Linked DNA regions of Mus musculus: regions 1, 3 and 4 are each linked to region 2. A link is a contact called in public promoter capture Hi-C data. All regions are on one chromosome and are shown on one strand. The core of a region is the stretch at or near the end of the contact, and the rest is flanking DNA. Distances in the headings are between cores, read along the strand shown. Region 1 holds the start of Tac1 (tachykinin 1). Region 2 holds the start of Dlx5 (distal-less homeobox 5). Region 3 overlaps Gm20619 (predicted gene 20619). Region 4 overlaps Gm20619 (predicted gene 20619).

Region 1 (5,527 bases), core at 2,392-4,891, 670 kb before region 2:
AGGGGTCACATTAAGTAGACTTAGACTTAGAAACACTGTGATTGTGAAAGCAATTTTTTTAAAACATTAATTGGATATATTAATTTTATTACATATTTTTTTGCTATATAAAATCCCCTTACAGTTTAAACCCTTAGTAAATATTAACACTTTTTTTTTCTCTCAAAAGTGAAGGCTGCAGGAAAGGTCATTATCTCACTGCCACTGGGAGAATTTTTCTTAGTTTCCATTGGTTGAGACCAGAGTGTTACCAGTTTGGAGTTTACCCTGCCAGGGTGAGTCAAACTCATGGCTCTCAGCTCACAGAGGCAGGCATTATTGTTAGTGTCCCAAGGGACTTCCTGTCACCTCTGGATCCAATTAGCTAGGAAACAGCTCCAAAGACCCTCCAGTTCTGCAGTCTGCACTCTCCTCTCCCAGATTCCCATTTAATTATGGGATCAAGGGGGAATCAGCCTGCAGCTCTATCTGTTTTTATGTATTAAGCACATTTTCTACTCAGATATTCACTCAGTCACAGGCTGAAGACCCCTTCCTTGCCATTATAAAAGTTAGTTCATGAATATGAGTTAGAAGTTGTATGTAAGTGTTCTTTCTTCTCTCTCTCTCTCTCTCTCTCTCTCTCTCTCTCTCTCTCTCTCTCCTACTGTTCATGGGGAGAGGTGTCAGACATGAGTGCTTGTGAGGAATTTTAACCCTATAGTAGAAATTCTAAAACTAAAAGAATTACAAGTGTTAATTCTTTTTCTTTCCAAATGTACTGTGCATTTTGGTACGGCAATCTGCCGATACTATGGAGTTTAGTCATAATGATTATTTAGCAGATCACAATCTGCATGTAAGTCTTTTCCCCCCTACATTGTCTTTATTAAAACTATTGGGCTCTATGTTCTGCTGCAAAAGGTAACACAGGAAGCAACATTTGATATGATTAATGTCAAAAGGAGTGTGAACTTACTTTTGTGAGAGATCTGGCCATGTCCTAGAAGAAAAGAAAGCCAGTTAGCAGACACACGGTTTGTTTTAAAAAGCTACTTTATCTTTTACAGGGCACATAAGGAATTGATTTTCAAAATATTTGACTCTTATTTATATGACATCCTGGGACTAAAATAGATGAATGTCAACCAAATTACTAATAAAAGCCAAATATGAGCCATGGCTTAAAAGGTAGAACTGTGGGACTCTTGAGGTCTCTTAATAATAGTAAAGCTATAGACTGACATCAAAGTAACTCACTCATTAGAATGCGCAGGAGCTTAAAATACACGCGTGCGCGCGCGCGCACACACACACACACACACACACACACACACACACACACACCACGCTCATGCACCCACATCCGGATGTGTACACACTTTTTAATTAGGCACAAAATGCTTTTTATTTTAACGTGATCATTCATAATAGGAAAATAAAGATTTATAGGGATGTTTACCATAAAGAGCCTTTAACAGGGCCACTTGTTTTTCAACTGAGGAATCTGACAAGAGATGAATTGACATTAACTCTTCACAAGCTCCACTGACTGCCATCAACTCAAGGCAATTAAATACTTCTATCACCCACAAGGGGTAGCCAAATCTAGCCCAATCCAAGAAGACATCTTTCACCTGAGCCTGGACTATTAACATACCTGGAGATCCTTGTAATTTGGATCTTTAGTCAGAGGACTGTTTAGCTAAGGTTAGTTTCCAATTTGCATCACTTTGGTGCAGTGAAGCAAGAGAAATGGATCCCCTCCCCCTCCCCCCACGATCTAGAGTTAGTGAAGTACAGATCGAAGACTTCTGGGAATCAAAAGCCTTTAGGCGTGTAAATCTATACTCCCAGTACAAGAGACATTTGGGTTCTCCAGGAAGGAGCAAGCATGCAGACCAGGTAGCCTGATAGATCTAGTGACTATTGCTCATCTCACCAGCATCCCGCTTGCCCATTAATCCAAAGAACTGCTGAGGCTTGGGTCTTCGGGCGATTCTCTGCAGAAGATGCTCAAAGGGCTCCGGCATTGCCTCCTGGGGGACAAACCCGCGAGCAGACAACTTAAGTGAACCAGGATCACCTTAGTGGTGCACCTGAGCGTCCCCCAGAGCCACAGATTCCCCCAGACACCAGAACCTGGTGGGCTAGCACGCGTCTGGGCCATACTAAAACCTATACACTTTCCCCAATCTGGCCCCGCCTGGGATTTCCTTCTCCACAAAGTCTACCGGGGAGGCTCCTGCAGCAGCGCCACACCTGCCAGCCCTGGATCCTGTAAGCTTTCTGCTCTTAATTGCACCAGAGGGCTCACTCAAGTTCTTGTTATCACCTTTGTTTGCTCTCAGCGAGGCTTCGAAGTCCTCTCACTGTCCTAACTGTGAACAGTAGGGTGGATGAAGAAGGGTGAGGATACTTTCAGAGCAACCTTGCACCACCGCACAACTTTCACCATTTCCCAAGGCGCGCTCCTTGGAGCCAGTAGCCAAGAGTGATGTACAGGGAAACTTGGAGCACTGAATGCTGGAGTGCGGAGTTAGTTTCTCCACTGAGACCCCGCAGCTAAGTAAAATCCCGCTTTTGCCCCCATTAACTGATTCACTTCTCTATCCAGCATCTCAAACGCTCTGGCAGTGCGGTTTTACTAAATTCCCCCCTCGATTTCCCCTCCTCCCCAACCCTGTAAGTAGGGATTAAAACCTAATGAGGTTTCCAGCGTGGTGAGAACCCGGCTGTGAGAGAGAAAGACAGAGAGGAGAGAGAGGAGGTGGGAGGGGCGAGATACTGGGGAGACACTGACTGAACCTACGACGTTGCCCTCCCTCAGGGAGGAAACTTAGTTTGGTTCTGGGCAATAAGCCCTGTGCCTTGTCCGGGACGTGATGACCTTTATATTCCAGTGCGCCTCTCCAGCTCAAGCTGGGCTAATCAGGGTGCTACCACAAGGAGAAGGCAACAGCTCCCACGCCCGTTTGGGACTCACCTTGATCTGGTCACTGTCGGACCAGTCGGACCAATAATTTAGATCATCGTTGGCATCGATTTCCTCTGCAAACAGTTGAGTGGAAACGAGAAAAAAGACCGCCACGGCCACGAGGATTTTCATGTTCGATTTCTGAAGAGAGTAGGAGACAGAGGAAGGTGGGAAAGAGACATTATACATAAGGAGGCTGTGGCCACCCAAGAGTTAGAGCAGCTGAATTTCAGTGCCACAAGGAAGAAAGAACAGGTCCCGCTAAACCAAGATTAAAATAAAAACAAAACCAAAAGCCCACCAGGTCGAACACTTCTCCAAACCCTTTAAGAAGGCTCCTGAGGCGCCAAAGAGCCTCAAATCCTCCTCTCCTTGAGTCTCAGCGTCCCAGCCCCCTACCCACTGGCCCACACTCTCAAGCCTGAAGACTCTGCAGGTGGCAGACAAAGAGAGGCGTTGGTATTTGCACACTTTCTCTCCGGGTCTGAGAATGGAGTGGGAGCAGAGCCAGGGCGGACGCCACCTCCGACGAAGGCACGACGGGTCCCAGGCAGCCTTGGCTGGCAGGCTAGAGTGGTACTCACTGCGGTCAGACCGCGGGGATGCTCCGCAGGTGCGCACTTGCTGGGCGCTCTTTGCTCTCCTTGGCCGCGGTGCAGGAGCGGAGCAGGTCCGAGTGCGGTCTAGTCCCCAGCTCCTGCTTTGCGGTATTTATCTCAGGCGTGACGAGCCTGTAGAGCCACGTGACACTCTCCCCACGCGACTTTCTGCTCAATATTTAATTAGCCGCCCCCTCGCCTTTCGCTTGCGTGATGTAGAGTTTCCGAGACGGTAACCCGTCGGAGTCCATAACATCTGGACCAAATTGTGTTCGAAATGACGCAATTTTAGGGAAGTCGAGGTCTTGCCATCCAATCCAGAGAGACCTGTTTTCTTCGTCTGACAATCTGACGCCCTCCTCCCCTCTTCTTCCGAACAAGGTTCAGTGACACCTGAGATTACTCATCAAAACTGAGTGAAGTGACTCATGCCTCGGACTTTGGGAACTTTTCTCTCTAGAGGAGTCAGGGAATCTTGAGCTTTGAGGACAGCCAAATAACTTCCGCAACAAAACCTTGTGAAATGACACTAAGACACTAGCAAGCACTTCAGTGGGATGAGGCAAGCGGGGATTTTCCTTCTAGCTCTACCTGTATGTGTCTTAAAGGTTCCTGAGGTGTTACATGGCTGGAACAGCCCTCCCTCCCTAAATCAGCCAGAATACTCTCTCTCATTTCTCTAGCCTTGCAAAGGGGTTTCAGTCTTGTGTTCTAGAGGAGGAAAGCAGACTTGCTTTACATTTAGGAGAAAGAAGAATTGAAGCCTGCTGTAGCATGTAGAACAGCATGTGGAACGTACCCACCAGCCATCCGAGGACGCTGTAGCATGTAGAACTTACCCACCAGCCATCTGAGGACGCTGTAGCATGTAGAACTTACCCACCAGCCATTCAAGGACGCTGTAGCATGTAGAACAGCATGTGGAACGTACCCACCAGCCATCTGAGGACCTCTTTCGTTCCTCTGAAGCTTCTTCGCAGTCACACACAGAAGGTAGAGGGAGTTGCAAGAGAATAATTGTGCCTCTCTCCCCTTAAGCCTTGTTGGAGGGCTATAAAGTCTGTATGTTTACCTTTGTCACCAAGGGTGTGTGTGTGTGTGTGTGTGTGTGTGCTGCAGATCTGTCAGAGACAGAAGTCTTTAGCAAACCACGGTTTTACAGATACCTTCTGTCCCAGATGTATAATACTTTTCCATCTTTGGATGAAGTAAACGATGTTGCAGTTATTTGTTTTGACTTTTTTAGACTAGGACTCAAAATGGGTATTCTCCTAACTCAGCCTACTTGTTACTGGAACTACAGGTGTGTACCACCACACCCAGAGCGATGGGGTCTTTTGGATAGAGTTGTTTTCTTTTGGGAATCATCGTTCCCTAATATGTTTTTAGTATAATATGAAGAGGAAAGAAGTGTTTGCAAGCCAAACTAATGTTTGCCTCCAGTGTTTATATTGTTTTAAAACCTAAATGTAGACATTCAGAGGGATTTCATAATGTGAACATTCTATTTTTATTTTCAAAACTTTTAAAAGGAGAAATGGTGAACACAAATGTACAGTCATTTGCCTAAACAATTTGAAAATTTCATGCCTCCGCTTATGTAGAAAATATGTTCTCATGTACTATGGAGTTATTCTGATACATAATTCAGGAAATATGAAATAAATCCATGATCTACCAACTTTAAAAATTGCCAATTTAGAGCTTTTAAGGTATGACCTATTTTTTAAGACAAAGACCTCACAGATTTAAGCAGAGTTGATACATTTCAATGCAAGGTAGATAGATACTCATTACTTGATGCTGAACTTATGCCATTCTTGGCTAGCATAAAGTTCTTCCAAGGCTTTTGATATGTAATTAAAAGGAAGTGATGATTCCCTTGGTTTTGATCTGTTTCCTACCTGAGACTCCAAGTCTTCCTCTAAGGAGCCTTCATTTTCATTGAGTTGTACATGGTAAGTAGAGACCA
Region 2 (5,437 bases), core at 31-2,530:
TTGACAAAATAAACTTCTTCTGGTGGTCTGTGGCCAGTGTATGAGTCTTGAACCCTGCTCCCTTTGTACATAAACGAAGATGCTCAGTAGGCAGGAAATAATGGGGGATGCTACAGAACCCAAACTCAAGAATTGAGAGGGGGATTGGAGTGGATGTAGGTAATGGAACCAGGAGAGGGTCGTCCATGATCGAAACCCCATCTCCCAAGCGGACTTGGTTCCTTGCCTACTTTTCGGTCTTCATACTCCATTTGGTCTGGAGGCACACTATAGGTCACACACCCAAATCAATTCACGTTTGCAGGAATCTGGCTCCTGAACTGAGACAAGAGCCATTCTAGAAGCTTCCAAGTAGTCGAGGATATTGAGCAAAAAACCAAAAGGCTGCTCAGCTCTCTGGGAAAGCCAACTAAGAGAGTTCAGGCAGTGGCAAGGTATTCAGGAATGAAAGACATTGATTTTCAGCAGTCCCTGTAAAGACTTCAGTTGCCACTGGGGACGTCTAGATTCTTGGACATCTCTGTGGAGTCCTGAGAAACAGGGGCTTCTGCAAAAGCGCTTGCTGCGTGTCCAACTGTTTTCCAGTTTACAAATTTTCAACATAAATTAGTTGCAACTTGCTTCCCATCATCCCACTAAGACAATGCTGTTCTCCATTTGTTCTCACTGCCATCTAACACTGCTCCTCCTCTGCACACAGTCCCACAGCGGTGCTCTCTCCTACAGTCTCCGTCGGAGGAGGGGGGAGAGGACTGGTAGGTGTGGAGCAAGAAAAGAGCATCAAGAACCGCATCCTCTAAACTGTACTTTTGAGATTGCTGATTGGAACACGTTGTCTTCAAACAGCACGGAGCTAGGCCCTGGGACTGCTTGGTTTGTCGAAGCTATTCACTAAAAAGAGATCGACTGAGACCCTCCCTCCCCCAACAGGGAACAACTCATATTCTCTCTCTCTCTCTCTCTCTCTCTCTCTCTCTCTCTCTCTCTCTCTCTCTCTCACACACACACACACACACACACACACACACACACTCTCTCTCTCCTTGTACGCCTCTCTCTCTCTCTCTCTCTCTCTCTCTCTCTCTCTCTCTCTCTCTCTCTCTCTCTCTCTCTCTTTAAGCAATGCTTTGTTGTGCTAAAACTAGTTGGACGAGTTAGGGTGTTGCTCTGCTCCCGAAGCCCTGGCCAATGGAACCCGATCCACCCCGCTGTGCGTAAGCGCGCAATTAAGGATTTAACCAAGGCTGTGCTGCGCCTCAGCCAGCAGTCAGCCTGCGGGAGACAGAGCCTCCACGACTCCCAGCCTCCTCCTCCTCCTCCTCCCCGCCGCCGCCGCCGCCTCCTCCTCTTCCTCCTCCTCCCTCGCTCCCACAGCCATGTCTGCTTAGACCAGAGCAGCTCCACAGCCAATTCAGGCAGCAGCGGCCGCCGCAGTAGAAGAACAGCCACCGCCCGGGAGCTATGACAGGAGTGTTTGACAGAAGAGTCCCAAGCATCCGATCCGGCGACTTCCAAGCTCCGTTCCCGACGTCCGCCGCCATGCACCACCCGTCTCAGGAATCGCCAACTTTGCCCGAGTCCTCGGCCACCGATTCTGACTACTACAGTCCCGCGGGGGCCGCCCCGCACGGCTACTGCTCTCCTACCTCTGCTTCTTATGGCAAAGCGCTCAACCCCTACCAGTACCAGTACCACGGCGTGAACGGCTCCGCAGCCGGCTACCCGGCCAAGGCTTATGCCGACTACGGCTACGCCAGCCCCTACCACCAGTACGGCGGCGCCTACAACCGCGTCCCGAGTGCCACCAGCCAGCCAGGTAGGCGCGCGGGGGCGGGAGGCAGGTACCCAGGGCATCCGTAACCCCGCGGGCGCCAAGTTGGGTGGTAGATGAGGGCCACGCTGTCCGCACCCATAGAAGGGTGCTTCGCAGAAGCGAGTGGGGGCCTGGGACTGCAAACAGGACAGCACCTCACACCGGCATGGGGGGGGGGGCAGTGGAGGACTTTTGAAGAGGTTTAATCGGGTGTTTTGCCTCTGGCGCTGCTCGAGGATCCCTCCTTAGCTGGATTCCTAGCTGGCCTAGCCAGAAAGCCAGCTTGGCTGCAAAGAGGCTAAGGGATTTGGGGGGCGGGGGGTGGGTGAAATCAAGCAGCCCTAGTGGTGTTTGCGTAATAAAAGGAAAGTTAGTTGGAATTCTGGGTGAGCGTGCTGAGTTGGTGAGATCTAGTCTGGATTAGCCAGCGAAGCGCCCCGAGGCCTCTCATGGAGGGTGCGGGCAGCACACCGGGTGACCTGGGGGCCGGAGGGCTGCAGCCTGACAGAAAAGCGAACAGGGAACTTTGCGGTTTATCCAAGGTATTTCCAAATACAAAAAGTCATTTAAAATAGCGGAGGATTGCCGAGAGTTCACTCTGTTAGAGGGACCCCCCCCCACACACACACACACACTCCATCGAGTGCTCTCTCCGTAAGTGCCTAGAATTTGTCTGCCTTCCTTCTTCCCCACAGACTCCCCTTTCCGTCCACTGTGAAACTTCCTTAGAGCGTTACAGTGGGGTAGAGAGCTTGGGCGGTAAATGAGAGGCGTGAAGTCTCAGTGGAGAAATTTTACTAGTCGATTTTGATCTCCCCTCACCGACACATTAATAAGGCTGCTAATATTAGCATCCCCTACTCCAGTAGAGCGGAGACCGCAGCCCTCCCTCCTTCTCCACCCTTCCTCTGGCAGCAGCTTCATACACCGACTCTTCCACTCCTTTCAGGACTGAAGGGGGAAAAGGGGCCATGTGGCCTAGGGGCACATTAGCAAAACACGGATTCACAGGACCCCAGCGGGGTACATTTATGACAGTGAGAATTCTTCCTTGGTTCCTCCCCTTTACTACGAAAATATCCTTACTACAGATTCCTTTGCAATACATTGTTGATGGAAGTTTGAGTCTGCTCCTCTTGCTGTCTCTGTATCCTTGCATAGGGAGAGGATTTTTTTTTTTTTTTTTTTTGGTCAAGAACATATTAAGTCTATTTGTGAAAGAAACCAGACACATCTGTGCCCTCTCAGATCTGCAGTGAGATTATGGGGACTACATAATCGGCTCTCTGTCTGCCGCAGCCCCGACCGACCGCTTGCCGCTGTAGTGAAGGAACATAGTTTGCTTGTCGGTCTTTGAACTTTGGAGCCCTTGGCTAGCGTCTTCCCTGCCCAAGCGTCTAGCCTCTGCGGGCGCCCGAACAGACGCCGACAGAGGGTCATGGCCCAGGGGCCTCCTCGCGTGACGCCCAGGGATTGGAGTGGCTATTCGCGTCCCAGAAACACACAAGGTGAATACAGGGAGGGAAAAAATAATGAGAAAAATAAGCATCTCCAAAGGGTTCCATCCCTAAAGCGAAGAACTTGATGTGTACAAAGTGCCCCACGCACACAGTGGCTAGTAGTCAGAGACTCGCCAGCTCTTCCATGTATGATCTGAGGATGGGACAGATTTCTCTGGGGTTTGAAAAGCCAAGATTGTGATATTGGGAAAGAGAAAGATGACTACATATTTCAAAACAAACAAAATCTCGCTGATTTGAGGGCCTGTGCAAACGAGCCATTGTCTGCCAGGAAGCTCTAACCTAGTCTGTTTTGGTTATTTAGAGAAAGAAGTGGCGGAGCCAGAGGTGAGGATGGTGAATGGTAAACCAAAGAAAGTTCGTAAACCCAGGACTATTTATTCCAGCTTTCAGCTGGCCGCTTTACAGAGAAGGTTTCAGAAGACTCAGTACCTCGCCCTGCCAGAACGCGCGGAGTTGGCCGCCTCTCTAGGACTGACGCAAACACAGGTAAATCCGGCCGCCGCCAAGTACCGGCCCCGCCTCGCCTGCAAGCCCAGCTCGGCTGCAAGGTTCGGTCCCGACTGGCTGGAGCCGATTCTCTAGCACTTTGCAGAAATTCACAGATAGAAAGACACCAACCGATGCATCTTTCCCTCCATGAGCCAGGCCCACGTGGCGGTGGGCGCGGGATTCGTCGTTTGTCCCGAGTTGCCGCCATCCCCTCCCACCCAAACCCACCCCTGCTTTAACCACCAAAGGCTGGGGACCAAGGTTCCATAGTGAAAACAAGAGAAGGGGTATTTCTGGGAGGAGGGGGAATCTGCCTCGCGCTCTTGAAAAAGGTCTGGGTCCCTTCACAGTGAGAAGCTTGCCTTACTATTGGCCTGATGATGAGTCTCCAGCCATGCAAAGGCCTGGATCGTCCTGTCCCGGTCGACCCTATCCCTGAGGCAGATCAAGCCTCAGCAGCCTGAAGGTCGCGAGGTGGGGGGCGCTGTTGTACGGGGAAACCCTCCGGGATTGTCCCCTTCTTTTCCCTCCCAACCCCGCCCGCTGGGGCCTAGAATAAGGAATGTTCAAGTCGCAGCCCAGAGCTTCAGGCAGAGTCTGGCCTCCCAGTGCCGAGGGGACTGAAGGGAGTTGGACAGGAGATTGGACAATCTCTCCTTTCCCTTGGCACAGTGCACCTACAGTTTGGCCCAAGCCCCTCCCCATCGGGGACTCTGGCCTTCGAGCAGGAGAGGTATCCTCCCCAGTGACCTGGTGCACAGGCCCACACGTGCGACCAGGTCTAGAGTGAATAAAAGACAAAGCCTTGGGGTAGCAGAAGCTGGTTCCCGCTGAGCTGGACAGAGCTCCCTCTGTGCGTCCCTCCCATTGCCTAGGCTGAAACTGCAACCTCCTGGCGATGGGCGGCTTGCTGCTGGTAGTTAGTTATCAGGGCAGGATAGTCTAGGGCCAGGAGAGCCTTCATTCGTCGCTCAGGGAAAGGCGCGTGCAACCTCTGAGTGTCCCGGTAACGTGTGCCTTTGTTCCCCACCCAGGTGAAAATCTGGTTTCAGAACAAAAGATCCAAGATCAAGAAGATCATGAAAAACGGGGAGATGCCCCCGGAGCACAGTCCCAGCTCCAGCGACCCTATGGCGTGTAACTCGCCACAGTCACCAGCGGTGTGGGAGCCCCAGGGCTCATCCCGCTCTCTCAGCCACCACCCTCATGCCCACCCTCCGACCTCCAACCAGTCCCCCGCGTCCAGCTACCTGGAGAACTCGGCTTCCTGGTACCCAAGCGCAGCCAGCTCAATCAATTCCCACCTGCCACCGCCGGGCTCCTTGCAGCACCCGCTGGCACTGGCCTCCGGGACGCTTTATTAGATGGGCTACTTTCTCTTGCTCAGTTTTGGGACTACAGTGTTGTGCTGGTTTAGAAATCAGAAAGAAAGGAATTCATACGGGGATGTTTGAACAATGGAAACAAAAAAGATTCATGTGTAAACTTTTTTTTTGCATGTAAGTTATTGCATTTCAGAGAGCCCCGCCCCCTTTTTTACGAAAAGAACCCTTTTTTTTTTTTTTTTTGCGCAACTGTGGACACTATCAATGGTGCCTTGAAATCTATGACC
Region 3 (5,958 bases), core at 804-3,303, 550 kb after region 2:
AGATCAGACCTACAGTTAAGTAAACTATAAGTTACTGAAACCTTTAACTAAATTTCATAGAATTTAAAATCTCTTTTAGCAACTAGCTTAGGACATTATAAGAGCAAGCACTCATATCTGCCTCCTGAGTAACCCACGTCTATACCCTAAATGATTTCAAAAGAATTTCATGACTACATGGAAATTGATTGAACACATAATCTATTTTCCTCATGCGCATGTAAATTTTGCATCTCAAAATACTGGGTTTCTTTCACTTCCAATGGGAGTTTTGCACACAGTCTATAAATCTTGCTGTTAAGACATTTTCCTTCATTATCCTAAATTTATCTTAATTTCAATCCAATTATAAACTGTTTACTAGAGTTTTCCCCTCATATAATTGAGCACAGTATAGTTGATTTTTTAACTGTAAACATACATCTGTGAATAATTCCTAAATGCCACAGTACATAGGAGATCCTGCAGCATAATGGAAGTAATTTATTTCCAAATTGCTCCCATTTCTCTCATGCCTTGCTCACAGCACTTTATTAAAATCAAGTCCAGCAGGTACGACAGGAGGCTGACCTTGTTTCTGCAGTACTACATATGCTGCCCTTGCAAGACTTCCCAGGCTCTTACGTAGCTCAGAAACTCACAATCTCCACAGCGGTCACTGGGAAACAACATGAATCCGAAGGAAGTCCATGGAGGTTCGGATACTAGCTCTGCCAAACTCTCCAGTTGTGTGAAATGTGTTGTTAAATGTGTTAAACATTTAACCTTCTTTTGCCTTAGCTACTACATGGAACTGAAAACACAGTAGCTTCTTCATAGCCCCACTGTGAGTAGTAAATGACTGGCAATGTAAAGAATGCAAGAATGTTAACAGTTGATATTAATATAACTATCATATGATCACTTTCACTCTTGAGAAACTTGTTAGCAGACAATTTGGGGGCATTAAATAGATGAAGTTGCCCCATAGAGGTTCTATATCAATGCCTGAAGAAAGGATAATAGCAGTCATAAGGTGATCTGTTTATTCTATCATTTTCATGGTCAAATGTCACAGACCAGCTAGTCAAATCTATTTTCAGCAAATAAACATCCTGGTCGTTCTTAAACGAGTCAACTCTGTTATTCTCCAATGAAAGACCTTGGCTTTCAAATCAACAATTTGAACAATGTGTCAGTTGAGTCAGACTCATCAAAATGGTACTGGATATCTACTGTGTGCAAGGCACTGAGTCAAAGTGTATGCTAGATGTAAGAATAAAGGTTTATCCAGTAACTGTTAAGTGATGTTTGCTATGTCAGGCATGGAACTAGGTAATAAGAACAAAGAGGAGATAAGAATAGTCTTTATTCTTGAGTTTCTAACTCTGAATGGAAGGAAGACTGTGGGGAGGGGATTAGTTATAACAATGGGTAAGGGCTGTATGAGAAAAGGACAAAACTTGAAGGGAGAGAAGGGCAAGATGAGGTAGAGAGGGGAAGAGATCCAGGTTAAAGTGGTATCTAAGCTTGTATTGGCTAGTTGTGTGTGAACTTGACACAGCTGGAGTTATCACAGACAAAGGAGCTTCAGTTGAGGAAATGCCTCCATGAGATCCAACTGTAAGGCATTTTCTCAATTAGTGATCAAGGGGGAAAGGCCCCTTGTGAGTGGGACCATCTCTGGGCTGGCAGTCTTGGATTCTATAAGAGAGCAGGCTGAGCAAGCCAGAGGAGGCAAGCTAGTAAGGAACATCCCTCCATGGCCTCTGCATCAGCTCCTGCTTCCTGACCTGCTTGAGTTTCAGTCCTGACTTCCTTTGGTGATGAACAGCAGCATGGAAGTGTAAGCCGAATAAACCCTTTCCTCCCCAGCTTGCTTCTTGGTCATGATGTTTGTGCAGGAATAGAGACCCTGACTAAGACAAAGCTGAACACAGCATCAGAAGGAATGAACATGGAGAAGGTCCGGGCAGAGTACTAGGAAGCATAGACAAAGCCCCAAGAGGGATTTCTTTCATGAAGAGAGTAGCAGGAATGATGTCTGGTGTGTAAAGCATCGGGCAAGTGTGGATAGAAGGGGGAAGATGCTCACAGAACACAGTGAGCCATGCTAAGGGGCTTAGAAAGGAGAAGGTACTGAAGGGTGGAGCAGGGAATGTGGTTATCGGCATTGCAAAACCATCATTCTGGCTGCAGAGTAAGTTTGGAGACAGTGGGACAAGACTTGAGTGGGAAAAATAATTCAACTAGCAAGGCCTGGATCTGACCTGCACTCATAGAAGACTGTTGGAATATAAAGAAACAACAGTTTCGAGAGATACTGAGAGGAGAGACTCAGCAAGGTCTGACAATTGTGGTAAAGTGGGTGGGGAAGAGGAAAGAACCAAGGACAGCTTAAGATGAGAGAGAAGAAAAAGAAAGTAGAGAATGAAGCTGCCTGTCCCTGTGTAGCATAGAAGGCAGGACAGAACATAATCATTGATAGAACAGACACAAAAAGATGCAGAAGTGTTCAAAGACAATTCCTTAGGGTCCACCAAAACATCACCAAGTAGACAAGGCGTACACTGGGGTGAAGATTCCTGGGGGAAGGAGTGCTTGAACAAGCTGAAAGAGTGTTTCCATCCTTTAGTGGTGTCAGAGCTAGAACATAGATGCTTGAGGGTGACCAGAGTGCTGGAGACTAAGTTGTTCACAGGAGTATGACCTCCAGTTCTAGGCTGAGAGTGTCTGCTTCTGTACCATCCTTCTCTAGATGCACATCTCTAAGGTTCTGTCCAGCTCTTGGTAGGTTTAGGCATTGCTACTCTGAATATATTCTCAGAGAAGACATTGCCATGATGCAAGCTAGGGGTATTCAATATGTATAGGGTCCTGGGTTAAATCCTTAGTACCTGGAAAAAAAAAAAAAAGGTAAAGGACAGACGTTTACGTAATGCTTCGAAAGACAAACGTTTATGTAACGCTTGAAGCCTCTCTGTATTGAACTTTTGTCCTGGAGTAGATTTTGATATTAACATCAGTCTTCAAAAAAAAAAAAAAATAGCACTGCTCTCAACATGTATTCCCAATGCTGGTACCTTCTACTCCAGCCCCAGTAACCTCAGCCCTGTGATTAGAGGGCTTGGCCGTGCCATGGAGCCAAACACGGAGGAGTGTTCCTGCCTTTTAAATTGCCAAGCCAGCACATGTGGGATGCATCTTTAACCACAGAATATGTTTTCTTTAAGGCCTTTCCTCAATCGTAAAATCTTAAATTTAATAAGGACTGAGGAAGCCTATAAATCAAACACAATAAAATCATAACTCATACACCTTGTTCTAAGTGGGCTACATATATTTTTATCATTGAAAAGTATAGATCTGGGTGTTCTGCAAATACTGGTTTCTCCAGCAGTCTGGGGGACAAAGCCGCATTAGTTTTCAATTTACAGAACATGATGTTAGTGATTACATTAACTTAATCTAATATTATTTCCCATATTTAAAGATAGAATGAGAACCGTGTGTTTCAATTGTTGTTGGCTTTAAAAACATAAATGAGAACGCATGTGCGCATGTGTATGTGTGCATGTACATAAAGGAATAAGGACTCGGCTGGCCTTCCATATAATCAGCCGAGTTATTAGTACAGCTGCGCAGTCTGTGTCTCAGGGGATTAGAAGCTCGGCCTGAAATCTCATTTAATTACAGAGCATTGACTACCATGGACCTCTTACATCTGGACCCAGGATAATAGAGAACATTTTGTCTGAATGGTTTGTAGTGTGTGGGATGGAAACACGTGTAGTTCAATTTCTAACATTTGATTGAGAACAAAAAGCAAAAATTCACAGATGGTTAGCTCAGCCTATTAAACAATTTCACTAACGTTCCTCAACTCTCTTCTATAGAGGCTTCAAAAATGCAGTTCTTTCACCCTTGGCATGTAGGGTGAAAGGACAAAGAATATTTAGTTCATCTGTACATGAATGTAAAAATAATATTTGTCTCAAGTTATCATAGGAACAATACCGGGCAATGTAAAGGAAAGGCCACAACAAAAAGTTAGATGATATATTAGTTAATTATAACTACTAGTAATAGTACACATTCATTCACTCTTCTTTAGAAGGAAAACAGCCTTTGAGAAGCCCCAGGGACCAAGGCCTGTTCGCCATGAAGGGAGTAGTATGATTAATCGTCCAGTTGATGCTTCTGTTCTACCACAGCTCGAATCTAGAGAGGGAACTAGGTGAACGAGGAGATGCTCCATTGAGTAATAAGCACTGAGAAATCGGAAGCAAATAATGGGACTGCACCCTTGGAACCTTTAGGGACAGCCTCTCAGAAGCATAGCATTCTAGTTGGAGACTAAATAAATTAAATGAGAGAAAGCCAGCTACCAGAAATATGTTTCCAGATGGTGAGCAAATAGAATAGCATTGGGCCAGGCGCAGAGAAGGACACCACAGGCACTGTAAGGTAGGGACAGTTGAAGCTTAAGGAACACTAGATGGGGAACCAGTCTTGTGGAAGCTACTGGAATATGCTAGGCACTGAAGAGATGACTTCTGACTCCTGATGTAAGAAGGACACCACTCTAGCTGCTGTGTGGAAAATCAATTAAGGAGTGGCTGGTGAGGAACAGAATGACCAGAGTTGCACCACAGATATGAATACAGTAGCTATTATGTATAAAAGAAGGATGGCTCTCTGTGATACTTACATTAAGATGCTAACAGGCAACTAGATGGAGTGGTAAATCAGGAAGCTTGCTTCAGAGCACTAGAGAAGGGCTGAAGACTCGGCCACAGCAGTGAAACCAGAGCAAGGGCAAGTAAAGATTTGAATCTGAATTGTCCCATGGGGAGGTGAAAGAAGGTAAAAAAGATGGGTACCACTATGTTCTGGGATATCCCACATTCACAACCTTAGAAAGGAAAAACCATCAAATGGGGCAATAAACAAAGGCAGTGGGGGTTCTAGGAAAGATTTTCCAAAAGCTAAGAAAAAAGAAGGTAATGACTAATTCTAGTCATTACCATGTTTATGGCTAGGGAGCAATGTATATCATCTTCATGTAACTGATGCCTTTTCTGATAAATAGTAATACTTAACTGTTTACATATTGGCAGATGCAAAAAGAGCTCATGTGACTTGCATAAGATATAGCCATTATTAAGTAGAGGTACTAGCATCAGGTGTTTTTAGCTTTATGTCTCATGGCTTCCCTACAAGATTATTTTCAACCATTATCTTTAGCTAAATAAATCTGTATCCCCAGATGCTGAGTCCATGTATCAGCAAATATATTCCTCACTACACAAAGCTTTCTGATACCCACCCACCGCACCTCCCACCCCCACCCCCAATGACCTCATACAACTCGAACACCAAAGGTGGACACAGCTTAAGACAATCTGAACAATGGTGCATCATGAGCCAGCTTTTTCCTTCTCTCTGCTCTGTGTTCCTCAATATCAGTTTTATCTCATGCGTCCCAGATATATTCTACAGAAAAACAGAAAAACAAAACAAAAGCCTGTATTCTCCAAAGTTCAAAAGGATAGACAATTCCCTTTTTACCTGAAATTTAGCCAATCTCCTGAGCCAATTAAGGCTATATTTACCTTCTTATTAGTCAACTGTCCAACATAAATGGGCTTATGAACAAGATATAAAACCATGGATGCTCATCGCCCTCCCTCTTATGCAAAATGTCAACAGTGATTCATGGATCGATCCTTTTGTGAGAAACCAAACCACATCAAAGCCAATAGGGAAATCTGAAGCACTGTCATAAATGAATCCTACCAGATCATAGTACCATGTGATTAGCTTTTTGTATGTTTGTGTGTTTTGTTTTGTTTTTTTTTAAGCCTCCCAGCTTCCATGTTCTTCATGAAGAGGTATGGCAGTGTGAATGAAATGTCCTCCATAATACTGGACATTTAGTTGGTCTCCAGTTGGTGATGCTGTTGAGAAGGCTTAGGA
Region 4 (5,571 bases), core at 1,000-3,499, 520 kb after region 2:
GCTTATATACTTGTTACAGAAATAATTGGAAAGGAGATAAATATTTCTTTAGAATACATTTATTATTTATGAGAAACATCACTCTCTCTCTCCTGATTTTGCCCTTTTTTCTTTCTCATATCCCATCTCTTCCTGCTTTTTCTCTCTTTCTGAGTGTTTCTGTGTGTGTGCGCGCGCGCGCGCGCGCGTGTGTGTGTGTGTGTGTGTGTGTGTGTGTGTGTGTTTCTCTGTGTATCTCTATCTCTCTATCTCTCTCTGTCTCTATGTGTCTCTGCGTGTCTCTGTGTGCCTCTGTCTCTCTGTCTCTCTTTCTGTCTCTCTCTCTGTCTCTCTCTCTGTCTCTCTCTCTGTCTCTCTCTCTCTCTCTCTCTCTCTCTCTCTCTCTCTCTCTCTGCCAGTAATGCTTGCTTTCCAAACCTCTGTCTATCAAATTCTAAGTGTCTTGGCCTCCATGAACGCCAGTTCTGCCTCTCTCAGCTGGACCACAACGTTGGGTTGCTCCTCTAGACGTTCATCCCTGACACACTGCAGTCATTAAGCTGCTATAATCATAGGACTCACTTCCTGTGCTTGCCTTCTCGCAGGAAATGACAGTTACCTAGATGTTCAAGGTGGAATACTGAATCCAGTCTTTCTGGCTCCATCCTCGCCAGAAGTTGAAATCTTTAGCTATTATTTCCAAAAGCTAGTTTTAGGTGCAAACTTTACACATCTAAAGATAAATTTAAAGAAATAACAAATGCAACATATGGAAGAATGTGCAGGCTCGTGTGTGTTATTAAATAGATTCCTCAATCTAGGCATGCATTATGTTTGCTGGGTATTTTTCTGTGTGTCTGTGTGTGTGTCTCCCTTCTGAAAACATTTCACTTTTAGATTCTTGGCTCTGGGCCAATTTTGTGTAAAAGCCACAAATTTTGAAGCTTTTATATAATTTTAAATCCTAGATAAGATACAATTATGTCTTTTGTGAATGACTTAGTCAATTAAGGTTTTCCTAAAAGAAGAAAATTTGATTTTGTTGTTGTTGTTATTTTACTCTGGCTATTAATGCCATGCAATCCCTAAATGTTGAAAGTAAAGTTCTCCTATATGCTGGCATTGCAAGAACCGTTTAATATACAGATGAAGCCCAATGCACGGGATGATGATGCAAGGAAGGGATAAACTTTTATACCTCTTCACGCTTATATTAAGCATGATCACATTACTCAAAGCTCAGTTAGCTTGTAGAAGGTCTGTGTCTGTAAAAGACACAGAAAAACCGCACACACATGAATGGTGTGAGTTACACTAAACCTTTTGCTTGAACAAGAAGACATATTTATACAATGTTTACTCTGCATACAGAGAATTGGAAATCGTAAAGGGAAACTGAGGAATTCATACTTAACAAAAATTACCTTTGAAATTTAATCGCTGCATTTTGAGGCATACAATGAGATTTTACATTTCCTCACTGAGACATTTATTGTTCCTGCAGAAACCGAATTATATCTTATTCCTAAATCTGTCTTCTATTAAACTAAAGAAGTCCATAAATCAATAATAACCTTTCAGATATCAACCTCTTCATAATTATGTCTTCCATATCTATGTAATTGTTTGCATATTTTATATTAAAACAAACAGGGCAAGGCACATTTTGCTTGATTGGAAGGAGGGTCTAAAGATTTTAGTTGGTTTTCAACATTTGTGAAATCTGTTTTTATCCTCTTTTCCATTACATTTAAAAGTTAATCTATTTCACACAAAGAAGCAAATAGATGCGCTGATGCAGATCAACTCTCCAGGAAAAAAACAAAAACCAAAAAACAGACAAACCAAGTTGTCCATTAGAACTTGATGTGGATTCTATCATAGTATCATAGTATAGTTTCCACTAAAAACAACAGCAAACTTGTCAGTTAAAGAAATGTGTGATTTTAGTTGAATCAGGATCTGAGTATCTTTCTGACAATTTCTCTGCGTGTCTCAACAGGAAGTGGCTGAATGGCCACTCCAGATTGATCTCAGATTCAGAAACACCAGCATCTTGAAGCTGCTCTGTTTGTGGCGTGAAATGACAGCAACCAGAGAGGCCTGCGGCTGCTTTCCTCGATGCCTAGTCTGTGTGCCAGCCATCTGTGTTCATTTAGACTGTGTGTGTGTGTGTGTGTGTGTGTAGGTGGAGAGGGTGGTGAGTGGCAGAGCTCAGGTTGCAGGTCTCAGCATGGGTTTTGATACAGAACTAGACCTTCTGCCTGGTGCCTCTCTAACAAGACCCCTCATCTGCTGGGCCCTCCAGAGAAGTAATTTCACCAAGACCAGCTGCGAGGGGAATGTTTCTTGTTCTCTTTATTCAAAGTGAAAGATGTTAAACAGAAATTTTCAGAAGCACTTTTGTTTGGAAAACGGGAACGGAAGATCACGGAAACTGGAAAACATCCATGAAATTAGCCCGAAATCATGGCCAATACTGATCATTTGCCGACAAGCTGTCTGTCAGGGAAACCACAACAATGGTTTATTCAGGGCATCCTGGGGCAACAGTGCTGCGGTGGCACTAACCACACATTGGTCCAGAGGTTGACATTTTATGTTTTCACTTTTGTCATTGCAATAGAGGGTCCATGGCACACTAGTAGCAGGAGTCCTCAAGTACTCATTGCTTTCTTTCTCAGATGTAATCCACTAGTGAGAATTAAGAGAGAATATAGATTTAAATAAGACCCCCGAGGACCCGCAGGAGTCCCTAAGACGGGAAACGGGAAGAGAACCAGACACAGGCCACACTTCGTCTCACTGATCTCAAACTTGGTATACACTTGTTAAAAAGCTCATTTTTTGTCTATGAATAGGAGGTGGAAATGAGCGAATCTGGCTGTATACATTTGTTATTTATTATTTATAACTCAAAACCTTAGCAGCCTATAATTAATATGCATACCTATAAAATTTCACAATATCCCTATGGCCTTTAACATTATTGCAATATTTATTCAAAGAATCTCTCTTCTCTCCCCTCCACTCCCCTCTCCTCCCCTCCCCTCCCATGTCCTCCTCTTTCCTCCCTCCCTCTCCTCTCCCCTCCCCTTCCCGCTCCTCCTCTCTCCTCCCTCTCTCTTCTCTTCTCCCCCCTCCCCTCTCCTCTCTTCCCCTCTCTTATTCTCCTGTCTTCTTTGCTCTCCTCTTCACCTCCTTACAGTTTCAGACCCTGTAGCTTTCATTGCTCTGACCTTCTGGGAATGTCCTTACCATGTATCCATCAATACTGCACCTCTAAGCCCATACCTAATTGGTTGCCATGCCCAATCCTGGAGCTCACTTTCCAAATGTCACATCTGCCTACAGCAGAGTGATTTCTATTCCCAACTTAGTGTCAAGTTATCCATTTATTATTAAAACTAGGTTTCACACTATTAAAATTAGGTGTGGAACTGTCCTTCTTAACTTCTGCCCAAGGGGGATATTTTCTGTGTATTAACAGGACTTAAAAGCTTACTCTGAAAATAGCTCCCAAACTCAGGCAGAGCCAAGAGCCCTTCCTGCATCACAGAGCACCGGGTTTCCAATACCGAGAGCAATGGGGCCCTCAGAAGAGCAGGAACACTTTCAGAATGCTTCACATACTTTGAGAATTACATAAGATGAGAAACAGACTCACCTGGGTAGCATTTCATCTTAAATATTTGCTGGTCCAAGTGTGCACACTACCATGTAAAGGATTCATAAGGAACTGTTATAAATGGCTGTGCCCTCGCTGTTCTGGAATTTGACAAATACCATGAGAGCTTTCTTCTTAGGTAAAAGCAGTCTCATCCTATGGTACTGATAAAATTCTTTTTCCACATTTTGAAATTTGCAGATTCAAGTTACTGAGTCTTTCTTTCATGAATTGCCCCTCTAGAAACTTCCCAGAATCTTTACAAGTCGCAGGTCAGAGACTCGGTCCTCAAGAGCTGTGTACGTGGATGGAGGAAGCAAAACCACTTCCTGTAAGAGAGCAATGAAGACTGTATACTGTTGTGCGATGGGATGGAAAACAGTTCGGCTTGGATTAGGTGCCTGAGTGAAGATGGCAGAAATCTGCTTGGAAAAGGTTGGGATCTCTGGAATGAAGAAAAAAATGCAAGAAGCAAACATAAAATGCTGGTGCCTCTGTATGACCCAGCAGGCTTTGTGCTACTGAAGGTAGGAAAGAGTCCTGAACTGAAGACACTGTGCATTCTATGGAGGAAAAAGTTACTTCACAAATTTGTTATTTTACAGTGGAACATCTTCAGCCTTTAGAAAGAATGAAGATGTGTTGTTCACAGGAAAACTAGAGAGTCAGAGCAGCTACAACTAGAGAGCCAGAGAGTATGTCTAAGAAAGAAAAATGGCGTTTGTTTTCTTTCATTTGTGGTTCCTAGATTTTAATAGATACATAAAATCACACACACACACACACACACACACACACACGTCCCTAAGGGAACAGATTGGATTAGTAGAGTTGGGAGAGACAAAAAAAAGAAAGTAAATGGGCAGGAATGTGCTTGTCAGATGCTTACACAATACATACTCATATGAAAACTTTTAAAATAAATATTTTCACTTGATGTTTTAAGAAAATCATTCTGACAATAATTTTGGAAAGTTTGTGAGGGAACAATCTACAGTTACAAACTATGTCATTGAGCCATGGAAGTGATCTACGGTGGTCAGAGATCAGATGAGTTCTTCACAGATTATTGAAAGAAACCTTGAGTGATGTAACCCAGTCACAAAAGAACACACATGATATGCACTCACTGATAAGGGGATATTAACGCAGAACCTCAGAATACCCAAGATATAATTTGCAAAACACATGAAACTCAAAAAGAAGGAAGACCAAAGTGTAGACACTTCAATCCTTCTTAGAAGGGGGAACAAAATACCCATGGAAGGAGTTACAGAGACACAATTCAGAGCAGAGACTGAAGGAATGACCATTGAGAGACTGCCCCACTTGGAGATCTATTCCATAAACAACCACCAGACACTATTGCAGATGCCAGCAAGAGCTAGCTGACAGGAGCCTGATATAGCTGTCTCCTGAGAGGCTCTGCCAGGGCCTGACAAATATAGAAGTGGATGCTCATAGTCATCCATTACACAGAGCACAGGGTCCCCAATGAAGGAGCTAGAGAAAGTACTCAAGGAGCTGAAGGGGTTTGCAGACCCCTAGGAGGAACAACAATATGAACTAAGCAGTACCCCCAGAGCTCCCTGGGACTAAACCACCAATCAAAGAAAACACATTGTGGTATTCATGGCTCTAGCTGCATATGTAGCAGAGGATGGCCTAATTGGTTATCAATGGGAGGAGAGGCCCGTGGTCCTCTGAAGGTTCTATGCCCCAGAATAGGGGAATGCCAGGGCCAGGGAGTGGGAGTGGGTGGGTTGGGGAGTGAGGGTGGGAGGTGGAGGTGGGTGAGAAGGATAGAGAATTTGCGGAGAGGAAACTAGGAAAGAGGATAACATTTGAAATATAAATAAAGACAATATCTAATAAAAACAATGGTATGTGGCAAACCAAAAGCAGGGAATGAGTGGCAGAGTCCA

Evidence for each region. Promoter capture Hi-C pulls out the DNA fragments that hold promoters and counts their contacts.
Region 1: a promoter capture Hi-C map of embryonic stem cells shows a contact between it and region 2. The contact joins the promoter of Tac1 here to the promoter of Dlx5 in region 2. A contact is called at or near these places in 2 of 39 promoter capture datasets (both in embryonic stem cells) and 1 of 9 other capture datasets (adipose tissue).
Region 3: a contact with region 2 is called in a promoter capture Hi-C map of frontonasal cranial neural crest, with 6 times the contacts expected there. The contact joins the enhancer-like site here to the promoter of Dlx5 in region 2. A contact is called at or near these places in 4 of 39 promoter capture datasets (the C10 cell line, cranial neural crest, frontonasal cranial neural crest and 1 more), 1 of 484 Hi-C or Micro-C datasets (liver) and 7 of 115 datasets of contacts at active chromatin or transcription factors (craniofacial prominence, embryonic forebrain, embryonic hindbrain and 4 more).
Region 4: a contact with region 2 is called in a promoter capture Hi-C map of second pharyngeal arch cranial neural crest, with 7 times the contacts expected there. The contact joins the enhancer-like site here to the promoter of Dlx5 in region 2. A contact is called at or near these places in 9 of 39 promoter capture datasets (the C10 cell line, cranial neural crest, embryonic stem cells and 6 more), 3 of 484 Hi-C or Micro-C datasets (the MC3T3-E1 cell line, cranial neural crest and palatal mesenchyme), 7 of 115 datasets of contacts at active chromatin or transcription factors (craniofacial prominence, embryonic basal ganglia, embryonic forebrain and 3 more) and 2 of 9 other capture datasets (embryonic stem cells and embryonic trunk).

What each region holds. Positions count from the first base shown.
Region 1 is chr6:7,553,175-7,558,701 of GRCm38.p6, reverse strand. Tac1 (tachykinin 1) reads right to left here and starts at 3,641. Exons shown (of 7, transcript NM_009311.3): 1 at 3,541-3,641; 2 at 2,966-3,097; 3 at 1,922-2,018; 4 at 1,442-1,486; 5 at 959-982. The coding sequence starts at 3,088.
Region 2 is chr6:6,877,911-6,883,347 of GRCm38.p6, reverse strand. Dlx5 (distal-less homeobox 5) reads left to right here and starts at 1,280. Exons shown (of 3, transcript NM_010056.3): 1 at 1,280-1,816; 2 at 3,638-3,822; 3 at 4,860-5,437. The coding sequence starts at 1,462. The coding sequence ends at 5,189.
Region 3 is chr6:6,333,141-6,339,098 of GRCm38.p6, reverse strand. All of the region lies in intron 3 of Gm20619 (predicted gene 20619), which reads right to left. Among named protein-coding and RNA genes, the nearest start is that of Gm34749, 13 kb to the right of the region's middle. Within about 2 kb of position 2,053, at least 1 of the 459 cell types and tissues checked has an H3K27ac peak or open chromatin away from gene starts, as enhancers often do.
Region 4 is chr6:6,360,854-6,366,424 of GRCm38.p6, reverse strand. The region is part of intron 3 of Gm20619 (predicted gene 20619); the gene reads right to left. Among named protein-coding and RNA genes, the nearest start is that of Gm52888, 27 kb to the left of the region's middle. Within about 2 kb of position 2,249, at least 8 of the 459 cell types and tissues checked have an H3K27ac peak or open chromatin away from gene starts, as enhancers often do. A contact at or near this core is called in craniofacial prominence, embryonic limb bud and second pharyngeal arch cranial neural crest, where this site is marked.